Linked DNA regions of Neogale vison: regions 2 and 3 are each linked to region 1. Evidence: chromatin contacts called from public Hi-C data. All regions are on one chromosome and are shown on one strand. Each heading gives the region's core, a stretch centred on a gene start, on an enhancer-like site or on the middle of the called end of the contact. The rest is flanking DNA. Distances are from core to core; before and after follow the strand shown.

Region 1 (5,109 bases), core at 1,919-4,418:
CTGGATAAAGCCAGTGCTCTGGGCAAAATGCTGAAAAAGGAGATGCTAAATTTAGGCAACTTCTTTATTTTAACCTCTGCTAGTCTGATACCCATCAGTTCCTGGGAGTTGTCATCCAACATGAGGCCCTCTTTCAGCTTTGGTCAGCTGGCAGACTGATCTTTCCATATTTTCCTTTCCCCAAGTTTTGAAACACCTGCTGAAGTCATGCAATATCTCTGTGGTCTTCTTAGTCCACGCTTTATGCACAGCCTTCAGACCATGGCACTTTTTTTTTTTTTTAAAGATTTTGTTTATTTGACAGAGAGAGAGAGGCGGGGGGATGGAACATAAGCAGGGGGAGTGGAAGAGGGAGAAGTAGACAGCTGGACCCTTGATCCCAGGACCCTGGGATCATGACCTGAGCAAAAGGCAAATGCCTAATGACTGAGCCACCCAAGTGCTCCATGGACCATGGCACTTTTTACTTTAGCTGCCAGGTATGGTCAGGTTCCTACTCTCTCCTGTATATTGCACAAAGTAGAAAATGATGAGTGCAAATTGAAGTGTGATCCATGCTGAGTAGTCATATTTGGGTGAAATGGGATATAAACTCTTTTTTTTTTAAGATTTTATTTATTTGTTTGACAGACAGAGAGGCAGGCAGAGAGAGAGGAGGAAGCAGGCTCCCCGAAGAGCAGAAAGCCCGATGCGGGGCTCGATCCCAGCACCCTGGGATCATGACCTGAGCTGAAGGCAGAGGCTTAATCCACTGAGCCACCCAGGTGCCCCAGGATATAAACTCTTTTTTAAAAATATTTTATTTATTTGAGTGAGGGAGAGAGATAGAGAGAGTGAGCAAGAGGGAGAGCACAAGCCAGGGGCAGGGGGAGAGGCAGAGGGAGAAGCAGACTTCCCACTGAGCAGAGAACCTGACATGGGGCTGGATCCAGGATCCCGGGATCATGACTTGAGCTGAAGGCAGACACTTAACCGACGGAGCCACCCAGGCACCCTGGATATAAACTCTTTAATCAGGGTTCAAGAAATTTTCTGAAACCCTACCTTTATTTTTTAATTTTTCCCCCACTTCTTTACAGACTTGTCCCTGTAATTTTTAGCATTTATCAACACTGCCCAGCTTCCTCTCCTTGGAGGTGATGGCATTTTTAGGAGAATATAGACCAAGAAAAGTTTTCCTCACCACACATTTCCAGGGTCTGAAAATAGTTAAAACACACTTGGTTAACCATTTAACTAGTGTGTTCTTCTAGAACAGAAAGACATTTGAGCAGAGGCCACTCCTCAAATAGAAACAGATGTCACAATGGACAATAAGCTTAGACATGGCTTACCTTTCCAGCCCCCATGGACTCTTTCCCTACCCAATCTAGGGAATATAGACCCAAGTGCAACCATGCAATTAGTCCGGAAGTGCTCTTTCAGGTGTACCCTAATACCCTGGATTTACTCTTTTTAAGATAGAGGGGAGGACAGGATCATATAACTGGTAAGAGTTAAAGGTTATCATCAAGAGTAAGCAAGGATTATAGCTAGCAGCGTTTCTGGGTACTCAGCATCAGTGAGGTGGAGAGAAGTGAGAGAGGCATCCTCAACCTCTTTGAAAGTTGAACTTGCCATTTTGAAATATTCTTCCAGTAACTGACTTGCATCCTAGGTAAGTGGCTATGATATAATGCAATGGACAGATACTTACAAAGTTTTCGGTAAATTCAGCAATGGTAATTGATTTTTTAAAAAGCATTAAATGCCCACATTAAGGTAATTTACTAATAGAAAATTTTTAAAAAATTAAAGGTAAGAAAAGACAAGGGGACAAGAACAGGAAAACAGAAGTAGGGAGGAGAGAGACTGGGTTAGCAGAAAAGAAACTGTTTGGGCAGGATGTGGAGGCAGCCACCAATAACTGCTTCAGGTGCCATCAGTGGATTCATATCCTGGGTCCCCTGAGCTTCATGCCCATTAGTGAAACCCAACAGGGGGATTTGTCTGACAAGCAGCAATAAAACTAAAGCTGCTGTCTGCATTAGCACTAAACTACCCATGACGTGGAGTTACAGTGTCTGCGGCAGGCTTGCTACTCTATCACGTTCCTAAACTGGCTCCTCATCAGAAACAGCTGTTTAAAAAATCAGATTCCTGGGGTCTATTTCAGACCTAATGAATCCCATATTCTGGCACCAGGGTTTTGTTCGCTTTTTGTTTTTATTTTTAAACTCCCCGGGGCTGACGGATAGGTTTTTTCCCTCGCTTTTCTGAAAATGCTTCAGGAACGGGATCATACTTCTTTTAAGAAATCATAATTTAAACAAGTTTTATAAAAATCCCCAAAGGCGAGAATGCCTACGATCCTGACGGTATTTCAACCCACTTACTCGCTTCTTCATGACTTAAGTTATCTCTTCGAAGGGGATGTATTTCCCCATGTGGATCGGATTTTTGCATTGCAGCGACCGATCCGTATAGAGATGGGGAGAATTGAGATAAGCACCCTATAGCTCTCTAGTCAACGAATATTGAGTGTCCTGGGGTGAATAGGCGAGGCTCAGCCTTCAAGAATTGGGAGGCTGCGGCTGTTGTTGTCCGTAGGATAGAGAGAGGTGAAGATGGAAAATGATAATGCGGTAGTGGGAGGATCGGGGACGAGACGGTTGCAGTAGTTCACTGAACATCCTTGAGCAAGAGATACAACCATGAATAATCCGCAGCCCCTGGCCCCCAACAAGCCCCGGCACCGGGTGTCACTTTCAACCGGAACCAGCCATTTACACTTCGGTGCGAACCGGGACAAGAGCCCTTTGCGCAGGGCTCGGAGAAGAGGGGCCCGAGCTCACAGTGCGGGCGGGGAGCGGTGAGGGCTGGGTGGACGGAAGGAAGCAGCTTCCCCGCCACTGTAACTCATCTAAGGGCCGGCTCCCACCCTCGGACCTCCGGGCCACGACCGCAGCCTCTTCGCAGTCACCTCCTCCCACCCCGCCCACCAGTTCCCACTTCCCCGCGCCTGTGGCTTCTACTGCCTCTTCGCCTGAACTCCCGGCCCGCGGGCGGCGCACGCGCAGACCCTTCGCGCCCGCGCCTCAGGCCCCGCCCCGACGCGCGCCTCGCCGGATGTTTGGCATCACCATGGAGCTTCGCGAGGCCGGCGGACGCGGCTCGTCGCCCGGGCAACCGGGAAGGCCAACGCTCGACCCAGGTGGCTGCGGCAAAAGCGGCCGCGATGGTGTCCAACCCTGTGCATGGCCTGCCCTTTCTCCCGGGCACGTCCTTTAAGGACTCCACGGTGAGGACCCCACCCCCTGGCGGCCTCGCAGGGCTCGCCCCTTGGTGCACCTGCCTTCTCCACCCGGAATTGCTCTCTCCCTTCAGACCCGTCCTCTGCCCTCAACTTTTCTCTGTCCGCCACCACAGTTCCGTCGTCCTCCCCCTCCAGCCTCATCCTCTCTCGCCCATTCTTGGCTCTCCGCTCCTTCCTCTCTAGCTTTTTCACTCCATCCAGGCATTTATTGGCCTCCTTCGTTCTCGTCGTCCTCGCCCCGTTCTTCCTCTTGCCCTGCTTTCAGCCACTGCCTCTTCCTCTAGATCTCTTTTACACCCCCCCCTTTCCTCCCAAGCTCTGGCTAGGTTCCCCCCCAGCTCCTTCTCCCACACCGTACCCCTCTCTGCCCAGCTCCCTTCTTAGCCGCCCTCAGTCCCCCAGCCTAGCCCCTTCACCCACTCAGTCTCCTTCCATCTTGGTCCTCCTTCTCACAGCCCCATCCTGCCCATCTCCCAGGCACATCATTCCCGCTCGCCGCCTTCGCCTTCCTTATCCTGGACCCACTCATCGAACACCCCCCCCCCCCAGCTCCGTTTCCTGTCTCATACATATCATTTCCACTCATTCTCTCCTTTCCACCCGGCGCTTTTACGCGGTCTCCGCTCTCCTCGCTTGTGCTCCGACCTAGCCCCACCCCCTTTCCGTTCAGCACTTCCGACTTTTCTACAACTTAGTCCCACCTTCTCCCCGTCCGGTTTTATCTTCTTTCTCAATTGCTGTTTCTCCAAAAGTTAGACTTTCAACACTTGCCTATCTTCCTCCCAAACCATCTCTCCCTGCTTTACAGGAGATAATTCCATTCCAATCCTTTCATTCACAATTGATTAGCTGTATTCTTTTTCTTCCTTCCTGTACTCCTATTCTTTTCTAACATTTTAATGAAATATTCCTGATTTGATTATTTTGCTCCTTCCCTACTTTAACTGTTTTGTGTTCTGTAGACCAAATTGAAGAGGAAAAAAAAACACTTTTTTTCCCCTTCTGACATGGCTTAGCCCTTGACAAAATTATTCGTATTTGTTTTGATTTTAACCTGGTTACAGAAATATGCTTGAAGATCAATGTTGAGATTCAGTAAACTATCATAGATAAGACAATAATAATTTGTATTTGTATAGTTTAATAATTTAAGCTAAAAGCTCCTTTCCAGGGGTATGAAGGTAAGATAAAATATGTAGTCCATTTATTTTCTTTGGGAGAATGAATTGAAGTTGAAATTTTGGTGAGAGAGTCTGGATTCTGAGCTGCTTCTTCATAATTATCCCTGCGTTAAGACACAGCATCATAGGGGCGCCTGGGTGGCTCAGTGGGTTAAGCCGCTGCCTTCGGCTCGGGTCATGATCTCAGGGTCCTGGGATCGAGTCCCGCATCGGGCTCTCTGCTCAGCAGGGATCCTGCTTCCTCCTCTCTCTCTCTGCCTGCCTCTCTGCCTACTTGTGATCTTTCTCTGTCAAATAAATAAATAAAATTAAATTTAAAAAAAAGACACAGCATCATAGAGCTTTTCCTTCAGTGGACTTTTCCGTTCTATGTAAGTTATAAAATGTAGGCACATCCCTGCCCTATGCAGGAGCAGCCTCAGCATTGGTGTTGGTGAGTGTGGGTTACAAACAGAAGGGGTGAGTTGATTAGGGGGATTACACAGATGCAGACTGGAGGTCCCAGGCTCTGAGAATGTACATTGCTGTACTTCATATAACGTGAACTGTGCCTTGGACTTACTTTCTATTTTAAATAGACTATCCAGGTGTCAACCTTTTGTCTTATTTGAAATTTGGAAAAAATGGTCACTA
Region 2 (5,109 bases), core at 1,830-4,329, 240 kb after region 1:
GTGGACCTTTTTGGGGAAATGAAAGCGAACACCTACAAATTTAAAAACCTGCTGTTGCTAGTAAGTAAAATCCTAACTATTCCATGCTCACACACCTTTATTGAGAGGATATTTAGCCTAACATCATCACACTGGGCTGATGCAAGGAATCTGTGTCACGTGGGCTTGAGGAGAGCAGAGCTCCCGGTCAGAGTGAATTTTACATTTGACAGTATTCAGTTTTACCACTACATGAAAAAAAAGAAGGATGTCCTTAAGGCTGCAAACAGTTCAGAAAAGTATTATTGGGAAAGAAGACAGAAAGAATAAAAATAGTCTACTGTACCATGGGACAGAAATATGTCATTTTTAATTAAACATAGGAAATCTCTGTTTCATCCTATTCATGTTCTCCTTTTAAAGTCTTGCATTATGTATCTTATTTTGATTTATATATTTGTATTTAAAAATATGCACAGCATATTAGCACAGCAGTAGGTGTCTAATTTAGAAATAATATACATATTTTGGGATACTTGTTCAAAATTTCTTTTACTGGGACTCCTGGGTGGCTCAGTCGTTAAGTGTCTGCCTTTGGCTCCAGTCATGATCCCAGGGACCTGGGATTGAGACCTACATAGGGCTCCCTGCTCAGTGAAGAGTCTGCTTCTCCTTCTCCTCTTCTCCTTCTGACCCTCTTCCCACTTGTGCCCTCTCTTTCTCTCAAATAAATAAATCTTTTTAAAAAATTCTTTTACTCATGAGCAGAGCCCTAAATGATCAGTAATCCTGTGGTGTCTAGAAGAAGAGAAGAATCACGGACCTGAAGCAGACTTTTTTTATTTGCTTAAAAATCAGTAAGTCTCTTGTGACTTCAATTTTTTTTTTTTTTAAGGTTTTCTTTATCTTGGGGCACCTGGGTGGCTTATTCAGTTAAACGTCTACCTTTGGCTCAGGTCATGATCCCAGGGTCTAGGATCAAGCCTTGCATAAGGCTCCCTCCTCAGCGGGGAGCCTGCTTCTCCCTGTCCCTCTGCCCCTTCCCTTGCTTGTGTTCCCCCTCTCTCTGTCAAATAAAATTTTTTAAAATTTTATTTATCTATTTAGGAGAGACAGAGAGAACATGAGCAGGCGAGGGGCAGAGGAAGAAGCAAATTTCCTACTGAGCAGAGAGCCCAGCACAGGGCTAGATCCCAGGACCCCAGGATCACGACCTGAACTGAAGGTGCCCCGTGACTTTGGTTTTTATGAATTAATCTCCCAAACCCAGGGTGCCCACAGAAGAGCTGATACAGACTGAGTTTGGGAACATTGTTTGAAAATGAGGATTAGGCTCGGGATCCACAGAGCACTCACTGAGGGCTAAACATCCTGTGAGGTCCTGCCTGAGCAAGTGGCCAGTCCGTCAGTCAGTCAGGCTCTCAACTGTACTCTCCTCTTTTCCAGTTCCACCTGTACACCACTTAGGAAAGCCTGTGTTACTATACATTGGGAGTTCTGCAAATCCAAAGGGGCCTGAGGATGGAAATCAGGAGATCTGAGAACATGGATGGAGAAAAGAAATTTTTATCCTCACTAACCTCTAAAATCTAGCATTTGTTTCATAGGCCACAAACCACCACAGTATCAGTACCTGTGACTCTGTCATCACGAGCAGATGTTTGCATGTTTCAGATACCCGAAAATATTGTTTAGGTGCAGCACCGTTTGGGAATTACAGTATTATTATCCCCACTCTCAGATCCTGTAATATGATAAAGAAGCACATTTATTAGATCGCAGATATAAATTTTTAATAATTTCATAACTGTATTTCAATAAAATTGGTTTCCTTGGAAATCCTGTTTTTTATTGTTCTTGTGTTTTTCCAGATTGCCAAAGGCAGCTGATGGCTCATCATAGGGCCATCTGTCTCTGCTGGGATCATGAATAGACAGCTTGACAAATAGGTAGAGAGAAGTATGCTTGGTGGTACCCTCGCCTTGCGCTCTAACCTTATTATTAGCTGGCATATGAATTGAGAGGACAGTGACCTCTTTGCCTAAGAACGTTTGTGAACCCACATGTCCAAGAATATGGAATTTCCCATCATAGAAATTTATTCTTTTAAGTTTAGGTGAAAATGCCTTGAGTAGGAATATCATGGGACTGTTTCCAGCTTCCCATACCTCAGTGACAGGGTCAAAGGGATCTCTGAGCAGCATCTTATAAATCCAGGCACTGACGTCTGAAGTCAGGGGCAAGTTATTTAGTGGAGGTCCTATCAGGTAAAGATAAGGGAAGCATTCCAAGAGGGGTTTTACTTTTATTCTGGATAGGGCAAGTCCTGGAAGTCTGGAGAGAGGGTTGGGGGAGGCTAGGGTAAGGAGTCTGGTTAGAGTTATAGTATGTGGTTTGGAAGGCAAAACTGGCGTGAAATGAGCATTTGTTGCCAGGAGGAACAATTCCAAATCCACTGAATTCATTTCCGGGATCATCCATCCTGAGACTAGCCATGACTTAAAGTGCATTGCACGTCTGTCAGTCTCTACCTTTCCCTTCCCTTAATTAGGCCCAGCAAATCCTGGGCGTGGAGTATAAAACCGGGATCCTGAGCTCCCCTCCACCTCTGGAGCGGAGATATTTGAAGGGAGTGATATAATGTGTGTGATATAACGAAGGGAGCTCCGGCTTAGAAACCAAACTTGGGCTCTAACCTTTGTACCCCACTTAGGACCTGAGACCGTGGACAACTCAGTCACCCCATCTGTCTGAACCTTAGCTCCCGCACTGAAAATGGGGACAGTCGCTGGCAAGAATCTAAAAGGCCTGATTGCTGTCCTCTGAGTGGTGGACGAACCTCAAGGTTAAAACTCCGCCTTCTGGGATGCCAGCTACACCCAGACCTATTCTCTGCGGGGGCTTCCCCGTCCTACCGGGTCCGGCAGGAGGCAGCAGACCCCTGCACGGCTGTAGAGCCAGAGCGGAAAGCCGGGCAGAAAGAGCGAGCGGCGGAGGAACCGACTGGCCTCGGGTCCGCAGCCTGTGCCGGGCACGCCCGGCGGAGGAGAGGGCAAGCCGTGGCGCATGCGCGCCGCGGGACCGGCACCGCCCCGAACCAGCAGGCTCTGCCAGTGCGGGGAGGTAGCGCGCAGAATCAGGAGGTGCTGGCGGCGGGGACCGCTTCCGGACACCAGGTACGAGGCTGGCCCGAGGCTGGCTCCCGATTTTTCTCTTTTGAGCCGCGGGGAGGGCTCGAGGCTGCAGGTTAGCTGTATACCTCGCAGTCGAGAACTTCCTCCTCTGAATTTTCTTGTAAAGGCACAGATCTGAGCAAAGATGCTAATGACCTGGGGAGGATTTTGCAGGGGATGGCGGCTGCTTCTTCCAAGCAGCGCTTCTCTCCGTCTCCTGGGAATTCCCGGAATGTCTTCCTTCCGCGGCCCTGAATCTCCCACCTGTCCTCCTTCCGACCTTCCTGGAACTGGGGAGAGGCGGGGAAGGGATGGGGTTCTCTGACCATGGCAAAAACGCTTGGCAGTTTAACCTTGCTAGTACCACCCAGACTTCATTCGAAAATGGTCTTTCGAGCCCCCAAGGAGTGCAAAGGTAGGTAGTTTTTTATACAGTAGCTTACGGAAAATCTCTTAGTGGGTCCCCCAAATTTTGGAGGGCTAGGGACAAGGCAGGGCCCTATCACCTGGTTTCATACGCGGTGCAGTAAATCACTTTTGCTGCATTGCACCCAAGACGCTTTCTGGCCTCTCCAAGTACTGAGGTAGTGTTTTCAGTGAGAGCCTGTGAAGCAAGGCACCCATCAGCTCCTACTTCCATCACTTCCCTGTGTGGTTCTGGTCAAATGGTCCTGCCATGGACATGGAGCAAGAGGGATGTTTGCTTTTTGTCTGCAATTTCTCTCTGTATTCAGAAACTTCTTGCAAGGATTGGGAATAGGTGTATGTATTTTGCCTCCTTAGAATACTCAGCTCAGTAAGGAGATTAAGGGAACAGACCATTGCCTGGCAGTAGAGCTATACTGAGGGTTGACCAGTTACAGAATGTCTTCCTTCAGGCAAAAGTTGTTCCTTTGGTTCAGTCAGCAAGTATTTCTGCACACCCTGCCTTGTGCGTGGCGGTGAGCTTGGTGATGTGGGGAGGACAAAGGTGAACAGAACTTGAGCTTAGCCCCAGAGGAGGGGAGCTCAAAGTAAGTAACTCAATGCCAGGTAGAAGGGGTGGGGCCCTAGGAGAGGGTCAGAAGAAGACTGGGGGCTCAGAGGACAGAGAAGAATCGGCCTTTTACATGAGGTGGCCGGTTTAAGGAGAAAATTAGGTTCCCAAATTACTACCTGATGATGAGTGATCTCATAAGCTTCCGATCTGTGTGTAGAGGTGTTTTCCTCACTGTGTGTCAGGCATCTTAGACTATGTCTCAGATAGGTCCCACCATTCCTGGATTCTTCCCTCCGCCTGCTACCACATGCCTGCTGGTCCAGGGCCCCCTATCTCCTGGAGGAGCATCAAGCCCCCCCCCCACCGCCTCCCACCTCTCCTTCCTGGTGCACCAATCCAGAGACTAGACGCGAGTCATCTCTGACTCATCCCTCCCCTGGACTCCCCACGTCCAGGCTTATTGATTCTGTTTCCTGAACGTCTCTCAGAGCTGAGCCACCCTCCTTGCCGTTGCTCCAGGCCAGGCCACCACCGGCTCTGGCTTAGCTCAGCTTCCTGCTTCACTTCGTCCCATCTCCCGCTACCCACTGCGAGCAAGCACTGGCTGGAATTAAATCTGGTGGAGAGACTCCCTTCTGTCATCTCTACTGCCCTTGAGACAGAACCCAGCCTCCCTTTACGGCACTTAGAAGTGTCCTGGCCCTGTCTTTTTCCCCAGGCCCATGTCTTCATAACTGCCCTGCACGCCTGTCCATTTTGAGAACAAGCCATGCTTTCTCATGCCACTGGGCTTTTGCACATGTTCTCCCTGCTGCCTAGAGCACATCCTTCCCTGCCACCCTCTTCGCTCGGCTTACTCCTCCTTTCCCCAAGATCCCAGCCCGGACCCTGTCTGCTCTAGGAATCCTCCCTTAGGCTCACAAGTCACCGTAGGCTCCACTTCTTGATATGGTGCCTATGCATAGAGCTCATGCACAC
Region 3 (5,109 bases), core at 1,231-3,730, 150 kb after region 1:
ATCTAGTAAGTCCTGCGCTGTCCTCACATACGAGCATACATGGACAATTCCACAACAGACCTCAGACGCACCATCTAGAAAAGGTGCCCAGCGCTGTAAAGCCAACAGCTGCTGGTCTAAGATTTGGCAGACAGAGGGTGGTGGGAAGAGGGAGTTAGTCGGCAGTGCATTTCTGCCAGGGCCCTTTCCATACTCTCCAGGCCAATCCCAAGACGGGGGTTGGGGGGGCTTTTCTGTTACGTCCTCCATCCTGGACCTTTCTCTTCTGGCAGGTAGGTAGGGCTCCTAGCACTTTTCAACTGCCACAAAGTTCCAGGTTTCCTGAATTGGACTTTCCACAAGATTGAAGGCAGGACAGGGAAGGAGGTACCGACCTCAAACCCTACGCAGCTCTTTCAAGCAAAGATAAAACCCACAGAGCCACGAACCTTAGCAATTGCCTGCAATGCAGCAGAGGCGCAAGTATGCAAGAGACCCCGCTGGCCGAAGGGCCTGTGGCTCTGAGGGCTACAGCTGTCACGTGTGTCTTTCCAACCACACCCTCCAAGACTGGTGACACAGCGCTGGGAGGCCTCTTAAGAACAGAGGACAGCAAACCGATACTGAGGGTATGGACTGCCACCAAACAAAATTCTTGTTTCATTAAGCTAGTACTATGATCAACAGTACAGGGTCTCAGCAGCAAGCGACATGTTTTCACATCTGTAGCTTCTGTTTGGGCTCTTATTCTATTGCTTACATGATCTCAGTTAAACTTTTCAATAACCTTGTGAGAAGACAGGTTTTACTAACCTCTTTCGCCAAGGGGAAACTGAGGCTGTGGGTCAACTCCGCAGTCTGACTACTGACAGAGCAGACAGGGACCCGGGGACGACCCTGGCTTGACAGAGTCAGGGTGAATATACCATGAGAGCTATGGGGTGGGGGAAGGAAGGACGGAGGGACAGAAGTGGAGGAGCACTAGCAAAATCTGGACAGCAGACCCCAATCCTGGTCCCAAGTTTGTTTCCTACAGACCCCGAAGCCCAGCCAAGGGTGCATTCACACATCCAACCCTGACTAGCCACCATGAAAGTGTCCCCAGCCTGAGAACAGCTTCAGGGCTAAGTAGAACCCCTGTCCTCCTTAGAAGGGAGACAGGGAACTGAGAGAGAGAGGGCTCCTGAAGGAGAAATTAGCCACACTGGGAAGCCTCCAATTCCAAGGCTGTTTATAAATGGTTACAGCTTCCTAACCCATGCCCAAGAACACAGATAAGCAACACAAGCCAGCAGGGAGGACCAGGCACGCCTCAGAGGGGACATCATCCGTGAGAGTGAGGGGAGTGTCACTCACATAATCTCACTCTTGAGACAAGATATACCAGAGCAAGCCCAATACTCACTTTCCTCCAGTTCTTTCCACTTTGGATATCACATTTTTCTCCCTCTCCGGAGCAGAGAATCATTCCCTTGGATTCTGACCCCCAGGGGCCTTATTAAAACTCTGCTTGGTGAGGCCCACACCAGGGCACTGCTGTCCCGGTGAGGACCCATCCTCTCCAGCCCCTGTCCCCCATAGCTCTGAGAGAATCACCTTTCCCCTAAAAACAGAGACTATCCCTGTCCCTCTCCATGCCCCTGTAACAGGGGAGAAGTTCTGGGTCCACTATAGATGGATCTAAATGAACAGTCCACAGAGTAATAAAGGGTATATGAAACCTGGCCTCTTAGGCAAGGGCGAAAAAAGGGAGAAGGGGCAGGAGGATGGCAGAAGGGCACTGCTGGGATGGGGCCAGGACCACACGTGAACACCCTGAGCATATCCCAGACGTGAGGATGCATTAGAGCTGGAAAACCAGGTGAGACGTGGAAAAGAGTCAAGGTCCCTCCCACTGGAAAAGCCAGAGGGAGCTAGCTGGCGGCCACCGCCTGAGAGGGGGAATTGTGCAATGACCGCGGGTCTGGGAGTCTCCGGGCTTGACTCCAGGACACCAGAAAGGAAACCCCACTCGTCGGGCCAGGGTGGCAGCGCTGCGGTTTATTCAAGGCCAGGCTTAGGATCCAGGGCTGCAGAGAGCGCTGCAGGATAGGGTGGGTGCTCAAGGGGGCGGCAGAGCAGGGCACGGCTGGCAGGGCGCAGAGCTGAGGGGTGGCGTCCGGGCTGACCAGGAGGCCAAGGGGGCGCAGAGTGCACAAAGCCGGGGTGCGGAGAGCGTACATGGCAGCCAGGCGCCCCGGCTCTGACGGGGACCCGCGGGACCTGCAGGGCTACGCCGGGCGACGCACAAGAGGGGGCACCCCCTCCCCAGTTTCGCTCACCTCGAACATAAGCCCGATGAGGACGCAGAGCACCAAGCAGAAGCCGATGTCCGCATGGTTGTGGATGACGAACTCCTGGCTGAAGAGCGGGTAACTTTTCGTCCTCCTGCGGAAAGCCATGGCAGCGGGCGCGCAGCGGCCGGCGGGGCCCGCACCCTGCGCTCTCGAGCCGCCGCGCAAACTTCTCCAGCCCCGGCCCGGTCCGCCCGCCGGCCCGCTGCCCCGCTGCCCCGCTCGCCCTCCCGCCCGCCGGCCTAGCGCCCAACAACTTCTGGGGCCCGCCCCCTTCCTCCGCCCGCCCCCGCCCCCGCCGCCCGGAACCGCCCCCGGCCGCAGCCCCCTCCCCACCCGCGGCCCGCACTCCGCGCGCTGGCCTCGCTGCGGCCCCGCCCCCCGCGCGCTTAACCCTCTGGCTGCCGGGACGCGCAGGGGGCGGGGCCGGCGCGCGGGGCGGCGAGCGCGGCCCGGGTCCCTTAACCCGGGTCCTCTAGCCCGGCGACTGTCTCCCGGCCCGCCGCCGCAGCCGCCGCCGCGCCCCGCCGCATTCTCGCTGCTGTGGCCCGACCGCCTGCCGCGCCCAGGGAGCAGGCCGCGGGGGGCGCTGACGCCCAGCCTTGCCGGGACAGGAAGTGGGCCTGGGTTTCCCACTTCTCGGCGCTCGCTTCTTCCTCCGCGGGAAGGGAAGGGCCGGGGAGGCCGCGGCCGGGCGGAGCGGGGTGGGTCGTGTAGCCGGATGCTCCTTGCGGCGCCGAGAGCCGCGCAGGTTCGGTGGAGGGAGGAGGGCTGCCGGCGGGCCTTCCCGCTGGCCGCAGCGCCCGGCACGGATGCTCAATGAATCAAGTCAACCAAGTGTTTATTGAGAGCTGGCAGTGATCTAGGCACAGTTCGGATTGCTGGGAATAATGCAACAAACAAACAAACAAAAAAACCTGCCCCGGGGTGGCCTGTTTTCCAATGAGGGGAGTGGATGAATGGGTGCAGTTCTGCTAACTTCTGAGACATTTGTGCTACTATAAATTAGTTCTACACGTCTTACCCAAAGTCTGCCTCAAATATTAATTGCTCTGAAGAATAAACACGGAAGAAGAAAAAAAGAAGGCACTGTCTCATGTAAAGTTTCTATTTAATATTAAGTTTTAAAAGTACTCCTGGAAAGGACAAAATGTATTTTTAATAAATTAATTTATATAGGCAAATAATGGATTCATTCCTACCAGTAATGAAGGAGCCAACTAATCACTTTCTAGATGTGCAAAAATGCAAAATGAACAAAGAACTCTTTAATTCCTATTCTCTTTTTCATTAGGTCCACAGTTACTTCACTTGTAAGTAAATACGATTTCTTAAACATGGCACGTGTACAAAATGTGCTTGAGACAGGCCTTGACTTCCTAGATAAATTTGACATCTGAAGTTTCTTCACTTGTCAGTACTTAGCATACAACCTTTGGTCTTTAATTTGTATGACTTCAGGAAATGAAAAAGTAATGCCTATGTTCGACTAAACATTTAACTTCAAGGCTGACCTTTCTTCAGCTGGACCCAAGTCTCATGAGGAATAGAAAGATCAAGAACTGTAGAGCATCTTAATTTTTCATCTATGAAAAGGTGTTCATAATTTCAAACTGCAGCCACATCTATTAGGTTGAACCCTATGCAATCAGTTTCTCCATAGCTCAAAACTAGAATACCAGCATTTCAGATGGTTCAACCTAATACTTTGCTCATGTTTCCCCATGATCATTTGTAGAGGATATTGTGGTGGGAATTTCTTATAAAAAGTGGGATACTGTCAACTTCTTTACACTGTGTTCAGGCTGAAAGTCCCAGGAGATAGTTAGGAATTATAACCTCCTGGAATTATAAAATCCCAGGTATATAAATGAGAAATGTAAAGTAGATAGCTTAGACATTGCTCATACTGATGACTGCCAGCCCTGAATCCTTTCAAATGCAATTGAACAACTAGACAAAGGGTTCTTAGATGCATGGATTGGTATTCGCAATCCCAGGGAGGAAGCACTAGGTGCCTACTTCGGCCATCCCAGCCATCTCTAAGTCCTCGTTTTGTTTTTTGGTTTTTGTTTTTAAGATTTTATTTACTTATTTGACACACACACACAGAGATCACAAGTAGGCAGAGCAGCAGGCAGAGAGAGAAGCAGGCTCCCTGCTGCGGGACTCGATCCAGGACCCTGGGATCATGACCAGAGCCAAAGGCAGAGGCTTAACCCACTGAACCACCCAGGCGCCCCTCTAAGTCCTAGTTTCAAAACCATCTTCAACCCCAGACAGACCTCTTCCCAACTCCTCATCCAATTGGTCATGGAGCCTATGAATCTCAGCACCTCAGAACAACCTCCCAGCAATCCCCCCACCCAACATTCTTCACTGGCCCACACTAATTACCCACAAATACCCTGCCTCCAGTATCCCCCCCTTTAATACACCATTCCATCAGAAACATCTGTTGAGCACCTACTAAGTGCCAAATGCTGTGCCAGGGACGAAACATAAGACAATCCATGTGTGGTGGTTCTAAAATATGTCCTCAGATTCTTTGATACTCCCTTCAAGCAGTGGCAATTGATCCCTCCTCTCGAATGTGGGCTGGACTTGGCAGATCACTTCTAACAAATAGAATATGGCATAAGTGATGGTGTGTGACTCCCAAGATTAGGTCGTGAAAGATATTTTTATTTCCCCCTTTCTGTCTTAGATCACTTGTTCAGGGGGAAGCCGACTTCCCCATTGTGAAGATACTCAAGCAGCTTTATGGAGAGGTCCATGTGGCCAAGAACCAAGGCCT

The links. A called contact is a pair of places that touch in the nucleus more often than the background predicts.
Region 2: a contact with region 1 is called in a Hi-C map of tongue, with 8 times the contacts expected there. The contact joins the promoter of TMEM14A here to the promoter of EFHC1 in region 1. A contact is called at or near these places in 3 of 3 Hi-C or Micro-C datasets (fibroblasts, muscle and tongue).
Region 3: a contact with region 1 is called in a Hi-C map of muscle, with 6 times the contacts expected there. The contact joins the promoter of TRAM2 here to the promoter of EFHC1 in region 1.

The regions. Positions count from the first base shown.
Region 1 is chr1:98,535,549-98,540,657 of ASM_NN_V1, forward strand. EFHC1 (EF-hand domain-containing protein 1) reads left to right here and starts at 3,169. Exons shown (of 13, transcript XM_044252827.1): 1 at 3,169-3,280. The coding sequence starts at 3,218.
Region 2 is chr1:98,779,314-98,784,422 of ASM_NN_V1, forward strand. TMEM14A (transmembrane protein 14A) reads left to right here and starts at 3,080. Exons shown (of 5, transcript XM_044252873.1): 1 at 3,080-3,155.
Region 3 is chr1:98,687,636-98,692,744 of ASM_NN_V1, forward strand. It overlaps TRAM2 (translocating chain-associated membrane protein 2), which reads right to left and starts at 2,481. Exons shown (of 11, transcript XM_044252850.1): 1 at 2,301-2,481. The coding sequence starts at 2,420.